2 separate regions of the Rattus norvegicus genome follow, and region 2 is linked to region 1. A link is a contact called in public Hi-C data. All regions are on one chromosome and are shown on one strand. The core of a region is the stretch at or near the end of the contact, and the rest is flanking DNA. Distances in the headings are between cores, read along the strand shown. Region 1 has its middle 24 kb from the start of Slc44a3. Region 2 has its middle 43 kb from the start of F3.

Region 1 (5,086 bases), core at 791-3,290:
GAAATCTTGTATTTATTTTGATACATAACATGTTGTATAAGTTTAAATCTTGCTAACCATATGTGTCCCCCCAAACTTTTAACATTTCTTTAAAGTGAGTCCTTTTTTTTTGAAATGTGGAATGCATCCTTTAATTTTCTTAATGGCTCCTTTGGAGTAGCGAAGCTTGATTTTGATAAAGGCCAATGTCACACTTAAAATTTATAGGTCATGATTTTGGTGTCATGGCTAACAAATGTTTACATAACCCAAGGTGGTGGCATCTGTTTTTTTCTAGAACGTTTATAGTCTTATGATTTAAATTTTGATTATTATTCATCTTGAATCGTGGAGCTGGAGAGATGGCCTAGCGGTTAAGAGCACTGGCTGCTCTTGCAGAAGACCCAGGTTCAGCTCTCGGCACCCACCTACCTGTAATTCTAGTTCCAGAGGATCCAGTGCTCTCCTCTGATGTCCACAGGGAGCACTTATTCATATGGTATACACGTGTGCATGTAAGCAAAACACATGAAATACATGAAGAAAGAATAAACAAATCTGTCCTCCATTTTGAATTGTATGTGGGGTGAGGCGAGGGCCTCCTCCTCCTCCTCCCCTTCCTCCTCCCCTTCCTCCTCCCCTTCTTCCTCCTCCTCTTTCTCCTCTTCCTCCTCCTCTTCCTCTTCCCCTTCCTCCTCCACCTTCCTCCTCCCCTTCTCCCTCCCCCTTCCTCCTCCTCTTCCTCCTCCCCTTCCTCCTCCTATTCCTCCTCCTCCCCCTTCCTCCTCCTCTTCCTCCTCCTCTTCCACCTCCTCTTCCTCCTCCTCTTTCTCCTCCCCTTCCTCCTCCTCCTCTTCTTCCTCCTATTCCTCTTCCTCCTCCTCCTTGTCTTTTATGGTTGAGACAAAAGCATTGCTGGCTCAGGAGTCGCATACCACAGTGGTATCGGGGCACATGCTGCCACATCTTGAAGCTCAGCTACCCTGGAGCCATAACCTGACTAAGGTTATTATGATCCACTGTCACTCTCTACGCTGTCTGTTCTCCGAATCTGCTAAATAAGCAAGCTGAAGATGAGGCAGGAATGAGGCAGGACCAGCATTCTTCTGACCTTCCACAGTGGTATTGCTCTCTGCAGAGCCCCTAGGGATGCGGTATTGCCTCTTCCTGCAGGGAGGTTACAAGTTCAAGGCTTGCCTGGGCTGCAGAGTGAATTCAAGGTCATCCTGGAAAGTGCAATGAGACCCTTGTTCACTTCCAAACAGAAGGTTTAAAAGGACTGGAGTGCAGGGGTACAAAGCTTGTCTGGCATGCAGGAGACAGAGGTAACAGTCCCCATTATTGAAACAAAAGAGGAAAGGAAACATAGTTCCGACATCAGAGCTACCTTTCCTCCATGGTGCATGTCTTTGCAGACCCTCTACCTGGAACCTTTCCTCAGCAAACCACAGCACTAAATGCAGAATCTCTGCTTTGCAGACCACGACAACCAATTGGGCCTCATCTAACTTCATCTATATTCGTTCTTCTTCCAGTTCAGTGTGTTTAACTTATTCTTTCATATATTACATCCCCGACCTCAGTTTTTCTCCTACCTCTCCTCCCAATCTCCCCTCTACCTCTTCCCCCACCCCATATTCTTAATGTCCATTCCCAAACATAGTCCCTAGACTTCTGTCCTTATAGATTGGAATCTAAGTATATGTACCTTTTCTTGGGATGTAAGTACACCTTCTTATCGATCTCACTTTGTACCTCTTCTTTGGGACTTGAACTTGGGAATTTAGAAGCAATGAGGACCAGGCAGTGGGCCTTGAGATCACAAGTGTCTGGCCAGGTTCATTCAGGAAGGTTCATTACAGTTTCCTCAGGCGGGGGCAGTCACAAGCTCTCCACGTGGGAGTGAGAGGAAAGGCTGCTTTTACTGGCAAAGAGTGCTCATTTAGTCCCTGTTTTATTTGTCTAGGAGGAAATTCCAGCTCAGTCATTTGAAGGACTCTGTCTTGACCGGGAGATGTCGGTACTAAGTCATGGAGAGTCTCGTTGAGTTCTGAGTTGTCTTTAAGTACTGCCTAGTTAGCTGTTGGCCTAGGCAGCTGGCTGGGCTCTCTGTATTCCCTTCAGGTCTAAGTTCTGGTCCCAGCAATCCTTGGCGAGCATGGAGCCAGTGTCTGGAAGTGCATTTTTAACTTACTGCTCTTCCTGCCCCATGCCTCTGGTCTCTATTGTTCTGGTAAGGAGTCTGCTCTCCACTTTACCAAAGCTCTGGATAAGAAAGACGAAGCTTGGTTTCTTGATTGAAATAAGGGGTTGGAGAAAATGCAGGGAACGTTAGCACAGTTACAAGTTTCAGCCCCAAATTACACCGGCGATGAGATGATTACATCCCCGGAATGCCCTTTCCCCAAATGTATAAATAAATACACAGCTGCATCTACAATTCCCCAGAGCCAGGCATTATTCCCCCACCCCCACCCCTGCATCTCCTTGCCAGTCGTGGAGGCGAAGGCTTATGTTTGGAAGGTCGTAAGTATTACAGTCTGTGTGACTTTCCGCTTCTGGTACTAAACCTCATGTGTGACTTGTGGAGATGGCTGGCACCCAAAAGAAACAGGGACTTTGTGGCGAAAAGCTGCATGGGAGGCTTGCTGGCACTGCCTCAGCTGCTGGGCCACCTCAGCCAGGCTGCCAAGCGACTGTGGATTGTCCTGAGATTTTTGGGAAGGCTGGCCCAGGTTTCTAAGAAGAATTCTTTCCCACCATTTCCCTTGCTGGGCTCTTAGCAATTCTGCCCTTTCCACCAGCAGTCAGACACGTTAGATGACTGAAGGGTGCACTCGGCCTGGTGTCCCCCACATCAGAGAGGCAGCAGTGAGTCTGTGAGGGTCCCACACTCTCTGTCCTTGGAAGGAGCTTCCTATCAGCCCCTCGCCCCTGGCTAGGTTTGCTGAGCCCAGAAGAAAGAAGAAAGCGATTCTCTGCAGGCTACTAGAAAATGAAGCGGGAGGAGCCGCAGCCCAACCTCACCCTGCTGGGTCCTCCTAGCCTTTCTTTGATGTAGGAATGTCTGCTTGGAATGTCTAGCCTATTCTGTCCTGATGAAATCCTACTTAAACTCTGAAGCTCCGTGAAGAGACCACATTTTCTAGGAATTGACTCACCCTGGTTCCTATAGCTTTGTGGTCCTATCTTATCAAAACATATCAGAGTGAGTTGTTTATCTGCCTGAGTGCAAGACAAAATCCTTTAGCCCTTAGGGTGGTGTCTGAACACAGAGACAGCAGGGACATCTTGATACACTACTACTGATTAGCTAGTTAGCAAGTACCAGGCACAGGGCTGGGACTCATTGTTTGTGACATTGCTGAATCCCCGTGACATTTTTACAGGAAACTACTGGTCTCATCTAGTTGGGTGAGGTATATTGAGCTTTATAACCTGTTTGAAGTCTCATGGGTAGTAGGTGGAACTAAGATTCGAACCCACATTGTACAACATTTAAAAGAACACCACTTAATCAAAGGTATAGCATTTTAAGAAGACGTTTGAACAGAAGACCGAATCATTCTGTTGATGCACGGGCACACTCTCCCTTCCCACTGAGCCCGGCGGGGCTGCTCCCCATTTCAGTGAACTCTGAGTTCCGCAGGGGCTGCACTGATTTGTGCTCACCAGCAGTGTAAGCAGATTCGTCCCCACCCCCACGCTTCACTAACACTTCTGCTTGTATTAATTATTAATCATTAACTAATTAAACGCTAACCATTCTGAAATATGGTTTTGACTTGTATCTCCCTCATGGCTAAGCATTTTCCCCCCATCCATTTATTCCCTAATTACTTCAGACCAACACACCTTTATCGAGTAGCTACTACGGCAAGATACAGAGGTTAGCACAACATGACTCGAGTCACATTGAAATTTGCCCTTGCATTAAAGCACATCCCTGTGACCAAGAGAGGTAAGGGTGTTGGGGCTTCAGGAAGCCTCAGAGAAAAGAGATTTTGATGGGCACAACACAACAGTGGTGGCTATGAAGCTAATATGTGAATGGCTTGTAGTTATTTTTAGAAATTCCCTGGGTGGGAAGCATGATCTTAAATATACATATTCAATATTTAATGTATATATAAATATATACCTATATGCATTAATTATATATACTATACATACTATTTAAAATATAGTACCTCTATATTAAAATATATTTATATAAATTATATAGTGTATATAATTATATATTTATAATTTATAATTGTTAAATATTATAAATTCATATAAATGTATGAATATTACATTTATATTTTAATATGACATATAATATAATATACATATATATTATGTAATATAAGGTATACATGTATAATATATAATATAACAATATAACACAATAAATAGATATTATATGTAATAATATATTATATATACATATATAGAGAGAAATGAGCAAATAAACTGGATCCACGCTATAGAAGCTCCTGGATGGACTAAGGCATGGTGTATTTGATGGGCTGTAGGGACTTCAGCGGAGGTTGGGGAGTAGGAGAGCATGGTAGGAGGCAAGAAGAGAAGCCCGTGGGAAGCTATGAGGATGACCCACGTGAGGCTCCTCGAGCATCACAAACCTTCTGACTTTTTGCTTAAGGGTGTGACATCATGCTCAGACTAAAGGCCCCGCCAGGGCCAGTCTGTGTGTACTGCAATCAGGCGAACCGACAAGGCAGAGGCGGGGACGCCACTGTACATGTGTGTACACGCTCTGCAGGAGCACAGAGAGAGGGAGAGGGTTGCAGGGCTTGGCAGAGGTGGGGACGCCACTGTACATGCGTGTACCCGCTCCGAGTTGGTGCTTGAGCTGAGAGTCTTCTATTTGCTGGGAAAGAGGTGGGGCACGGGGTTTGCCAGGAGGAACCAAGCGGAAGGCCTGTGGAGTGAAACTTTCAACAGGACTGGGTCTGTTCTGCTTGCTTTGTTTGTTTGGTTTTTATTGTTGTTGTTTTGCTGAAAGTAAATACTTCTCACTTGCAGAAAAGGAATCCTGAAGTACAAAGAGAAAAGGACCTACAACCCATTGCCTAGACATGATAATTTTGAAAGTGAGATACGG
Region 2 (5,869 bases), core at 23-2,522, 130 kb after region 1:
CGTCTGTGCCACTGCTGGTCAAGAAAAACTCGGCAGCAGAGCGGGCCAATGTAGGTTTTGCTTTGCATCTGATATGGCAGCAGGACTCTGGCTCAGACCCTCACACGGATGTAGATTCTGTTTCTCACTGCAGATTTTCTTGGCTGTGTGAACTAGTATGTGGTGCATGATTTTGTGAACCCTACTTCCTCCACTTGGGAAAAGAGGTAAAATTGTTCTCCTCTCCTCCTTAGAGACTCAAACAACAGAACTTTATTTTCTCATGATTCTGGGGTATGGAAATTGAAGATTAAGATGCTGACGGTGTTGGCCTGTCTTTGTGGCATACAATCTGGTGAGTTCTCATCTTTGTTTTCATGACACCTTTTGTCTCATCACAAAGTGACAGATGGACAGAGTCCCCAGCCTTGATATCTCAGGGGTCAAGTGCTTCAAGGCTGGGGCAGCATGGAGCCATGGTTGTGTGTGTGTGTATGTATGTATGTATGTATGTATGTATGTATGTATGTATTTACATGCATACAAATATATATGTCACATACATACAAATATATGTCACATATGTTATATATGTCATATATGCACACATATACACATATCACATGTGTGTGTATTATATGGGACCAATCAAGTTAACTTTTTAGTATCTATTTAAATATTTTGTAAATATCCTGATTGGTAAAAGATAGCAACCTGCAGGTGGGCCTGGACCTTTGACCTACAAGATCTACTAGCCTGAACCTTGAACTTTGGCTGCAAATACCTTAATTCTCACTGCCCTGAACATGCAGCTCTGCACAGGCCGAGTACCAGTGTTACAAAACCATCTTCCCGAGGTTTCCAATGGAATCTGAGAGTCAGCAATAGTGACTAGAAGGTACCCAGTAAATGCCCCTCCTACACCCCTTCCTGATGATCTCGTTCTTCCTCCCTCAAATCCCTTTCTATTCTGAGGATTACCTTCCTGAAAGATCATTTATTCACTCTCCTCTCTGCTGCCATTTCTGTGCCTAAACCACACTATACACACCAGAGCTCAGGAAAATATCTTTCCAGTGTTTTGCTTCCATGGAGTCTGTAACTCCAGGGCTGTCCACGGAAGCCTGAGGATTCGCCCATCATTTCCCAGAAAAAGATGCAGGCCCGTCTGTTTATAAAAGCTGTCACAGAAGGAATCCCATGAACCCATTAGCTTTGCCACAGTATAAACAGGTGTCATGCTGGCTGGCTCGCCAGCTGCCTGGGATGCCTCGGCCAGCACACATGAGCCATTTTCTTTTGTTCCTCAGCTCTGATGTGGCAATCCCACCTTGCACCATCTACACTGAGCTTCCAGTGTCCCTCGTGTTGCCTGACACACGCAGTGGAGTGTGGCCAACATTAAATGGAAAAGCCGGAGCCTGCAAGGAAAGGCAGCTCGGGGCTGCAGGTTTTACCACTGGTTTTCAGACCTGCTGAGAGGTCCTGGGCTAATGGGCCTGAAGACAGGGTCCTCATCTGGATCCTTTTTCCTCCTCTGTAGTCAGCAACCAGCTTAAAAGGAGCAGGAGCAGGAGCTGATAGTCACGGAAACACTGGCAGCTAATTCTGAGTGAATGTTTAACTCTCACCAAGAACAAAGTTGTTGAAGGTTATACTGACTGGGCAGGTTCAAACCAGTGACCTGGTTGGTAACTGCTCTTGGAGCCCTCTGCCCTGGGCCTGCAATCAACAACATGGCTAAAGGGATATGAGGGCGGGAAACCCCAGAGAGGAGAAGGGAAAGCAAAGAAGGGACAGCAAGAAAGAGGACAGGGACAGAGGTGTCTGGGCATTAGAGACAGAAGGCTGGAAGAAGGGAGAGACGGAGCCAGGAGGACCTTCAGATCGATGGTTGCTATCTCATGGCACATAACTCTGGTGGGCTGGCGAAGGGTCACTTCCCTGGCCTCAGTTCCTTACTAGCTGCCCCCTCACTGAGAATCACTTCAGGGGACACAGGAGCTCTCTTGTGACCTGATTTCTCTGGTTCAACAAGCTAAAATCGTGCACTAGGTAAAGAGGACACCTGAAAGCCTGCTTATGGGCCAGGCCCACCCATCCCCTCTACACACCGTCCATTCACCAGAACTGCCACGAAGTTGCAGGACATAGCTCAGATGGTAGAGCGCTAGCCTAGCGTGTATGGAGACCTGGGATCCATCCACAGAGCCTTAAGCGCTGGGCATGGTGGTGCAGCCCTGTAATCTTAGCACTGTCGAGGTGGAGGCTGGTGGATCTGAATTTCAAGGTTATCCTGGGCTACACGTAATGAATCCCAGGTCAGCCGTAGGCTACGTGAGACCTTAGGGGTTAGGGGAAGGAGAAAAAGCTCACTGCCTGACAGACGGGGGGAGTGCTTTCCATCTTCATGGTCAGAAAGATGGAAAGGTGGGTAATATAAGTCGTCATAGCAAGCCATCTTTGTTTGCACACTTCTCACATGCTGTCCTTTCTCCATTCACCTTTTGTTTAGGTGGCTCCTGAATCTGTAGGAACCGTTTACTTTCTCACACCTTTTCTGGGGCCCCCCTCAGGTGATCCCTTGATGTCTTTGGGCTTGCACTATAGAGACCATCCAATATCAATAACAAATCACACACACACACACACACACACACACACACACAACTGTCCTAGTCTTACCAGCTCCCCGATACTTGACCTTGAAGTTCAACCAAAGGAACTATGTGCTTTGTCTCTCAATCCTCACAGTCTATACTTAGATAATGTGTATTGAATAAAGGATTGGCTAGCTTCTAAATGGTCAGGATCCTTGGGATGGACCAGAACAGTCATTTCAACTAAAAAAGGAAACCAACACAGAAAGTCCCCCAGTCACTGTTTTGCTGGACAGCCTCCTCTGGGTCAGGTCTCTCATTAGGTCCCTAAGGAGAGCCGAAGTGGCCGGTATTAGATTTGGGGATAGTGCCAATGACTGGTTTAGAATCCAGCCCACTAGCTGTCTTAAAGAGCCTGATTAGTCTTTCAAGAGAATGTGGGAGTTTGGTCACAGCAGACAAGGATGAGGGAAATAGATGCCCATGAGCTGGCCCGTGTCACAGCAGGCTTGGCAGGAAGGTGGGCCTGCTGGAGTACCTCCTATTTGCTTACCAGCTGAGTATGTCAATGCTCAGTACAGCATCTATGAACCCCACATTTCCCCGAGCTACTCTGAGTCAGGATTGAAGACAGTAAAACCTTATTAACACAGGAGAGGAGAGCTGAGTCACTTCCATGCCTGGCTCCCAGCCAGAACCATTACCAACCCTAAGGGTGAGAAAGTGGCAGCCTCTTTATGCAGGGTGATTGGCTAGACTCTCTTCACTAGCAACGTTTGAAGAAGAAAATTATATGGTTAATACGTACAAGAGCAAATAAAACGGGGAGGTTAACTCATGAAGGATGAGTAACTCTAGCAGTATGCCCAGGTCCTCGGATTCAGGGGGGGCAGAGCAGTCACCCACACTTCCTGCTGTCTAGGAGACTGAGAGAGGTCTAGAGGAGTTAGGGGTCCACAGCTTTGGGGTCTTCTAGGACCTCCCTCTCCCTCTCATCTTTGGGTTTGATTTATTAGGACCAAACGGACGAACATAAACAGGTTTTATAACCTTAAGTGGTGAATCACACCTTTTGAATTATGCCCTCACTTACACTCGGATGCTTCTTTTCCTGGTCGGTTTGTTTCATATTCAAGAATTTGGGGGGGGGGCTTTGAAGGGTTCCTGAGGACACAAGAACAGGCTGCTTAGGGGTACAATGGCCAGAGGACAGTATTTCCTAAAGGCCCCTGGGGAATGGGAGCTATCCTCACAGAGTGGAGAACAGCTGAGATCTCTTCCCAGTGGAGCTGTGGGCATTAACATCACTATTGCCAGAAGTTCACACAGTTCTGATGGTCACGGTGATGACGACAGCTAACATGCATTAAAGTTTAGAATGCCCAAGGCCCCGATTTAGAGGGCCAACACATCAGATCCCTGTAACCTCACAATCACCCTGTAACATGTATTTTTGGTGGGGAGGAAGCTGAGAAACTCATTCCAAAATGGAATAAGACAGAAACCTCTGAGAAGTCCCACAGAGCTGACACTGAGTTTATTCAGCCATAGTGTTCTGCTCTTGGGAGCCAGAGAAGAGTTTTCATCAGCTTTCATTCTGGCTTTCTGCACTTATCACCCCGCCATGCCACCTATCTTTATACAAAGCTGCCACTATCTCTCACCTCAGCCACAGGCGACCACGAGTACCACTCTGTGTTTCCCAATGCCAACCGCTGTCTAAACCACTCCACGTAGCAAAACTGAGAGTCCGGAATCACAGTGGGATCCAAGTGCCACCAGCTCACTAGAGTTATAGAACATGGCAACCTTTCTGTTTTACCTCTGCTCACACAGCAGTAATTTAACTTGCCCAACAATGGCAGACACACCCTTCAAACCTGGCAATTACCCACAGTCTTCAGCACTCTTATCCCTTTTATTAGCTCCCAGATTGACCTCCATGCTGTGGTCCTGGTGTAATCTTCAATAGTCAACAATCCCTTTTATATAGTATGACTCAAAACCCTTCAATAATTTTCATCAACTCCAGCATTCCCTGAGGCCCCAGGAGATCCCATGTGACCCAGCCATCCTGACCTTTTTTCCGGTTTCCTAAGATCTTGCTAAGTCTGTCACCCCAGGACCTTTGAACATGCCATTTCCTCTGCCTCTGCCTTATATTTGCCCTGGATCCTTCCTGAGTCTGTTCCTCTCATTAAAGACTGTCAAAATGCCACCTTCCACAGAGAGTTTTCTGTGATATTTCCATGTAAAATAAGCCTCGACCTTCACCTTCATTCCTTTGTCTGTCCTTTTTGAACTTCAAAATAGAATTCCTATTCATCAACGTCTTGGTGTATAGACCCTTGGATGCAACCTGGGCTTTCCATCCTCATCACCGAGCTTCCAGGGCTAGAAAGGCACGCTACCTGTCGTGTGATGAAAGCTCAGTTGAACAAATGGAGGTGCACCTGCCTCCACACTAGGTCAGATCTCAGGACAAAGTGAGGAAAGGAGCATGGGGAAAATCCAGGCGAGGAGAAGAAAGTGGCTGTCTTATGGCAGTGTTTATTTGGCGATTTTGACTGTGAGGCATGTGGCACCTACTCCCTCTCTCTCACATCCTGTGAAGCAGGTAATGACCCTAGGAGAGGAAACAATGAGTTGGTGGGTAGGAACTCATTTGTATCAATTCCCTGACCTGTCCTTGGTCCCAGCAAAGGGCTTCTTAGCAGAGATGAATTGCTGGTCACCCCGAGGCCCAAACCACTTATGATTCAGCTGCTCTATCTAGTGGACTATTTAATTTGTGTTGCTTTCTACCGTATCTCCAAGATAAAAGGCTTACTCCCACACCCAACATTTCCTTGACTCAGCCTTTAAAATCTCTCCAGTGTAGTTACATACTGCATTGAATCCACTTGGCTTTTCTCTGTAAATGGCTGTGTCAGTTTTGAGGGAGAAAGCTCCTGAGTTTTTCTAAAGATTTTTTTCTAAAACACCTTTAGAAACTAAGATATCATTATATAATGAAGTGTGGCAGCAAACCATACTTCAGCCGCCCCAATCATCCAGTCCCCTGCAACAAGGCTTAAAACCTTCTTTGTGTGACAATAAAAATTCTCAGAGTTCTTATCAAAAAATGTTTTTAATTTTCATGCTTTCATTATGGGAATATTGTACACCAGCCTCGGAAACAATTTAGTTTTATGCTTCACTAAATACGTCAAAATTATGAGCATGAGGCTTTAAAAATAAACAAACCTATTTCTAATATTTTGGTTTTCATAATATTTTTATTGATTTGG

What was found. Hi-C and Micro-C count contacts between places; a contact is called where the count stands out from the background.
Region 2: a Hi-C map of liver shows a contact between it and region 1, with 4 times the contacts expected there. The contact joins two enhancer-like sites. A contact is called at or near these places in 4 of 12 Hi-C or Micro-C datasets (the Rat2 cell line, kidney, liver and 1 more).

Annotation. Positions count from the first base shown.
Region 1 is chr2:212,334,066-212,339,151 of GRCr8, forward strand. No RefSeq gene overlaps it. Among named protein-coding and RNA genes, the nearest start is that of Slc44a3, 24 kb to the left of the region's middle. Within about 2 kb of position 2,041, at least 28 of the 93 cell types and tissues checked have an H3K27ac peak or open chromatin away from gene starts, as enhancers often do. A contact at or near this core is called in liver, where this site is marked.
Region 2 is chr2:212,465,834-212,471,702 of GRCr8, forward strand. No RefSeq gene overlaps it. Among named protein-coding and RNA genes, the nearest start is that of F3, 43 kb to the right of the region's middle. Within about 2 kb of position 1,273, at least 9 of the 93 cell types and tissues checked have an H3K27ac peak or open chromatin away from gene starts, as enhancers often do. A contact at or near this core is called in liver, where this site is marked.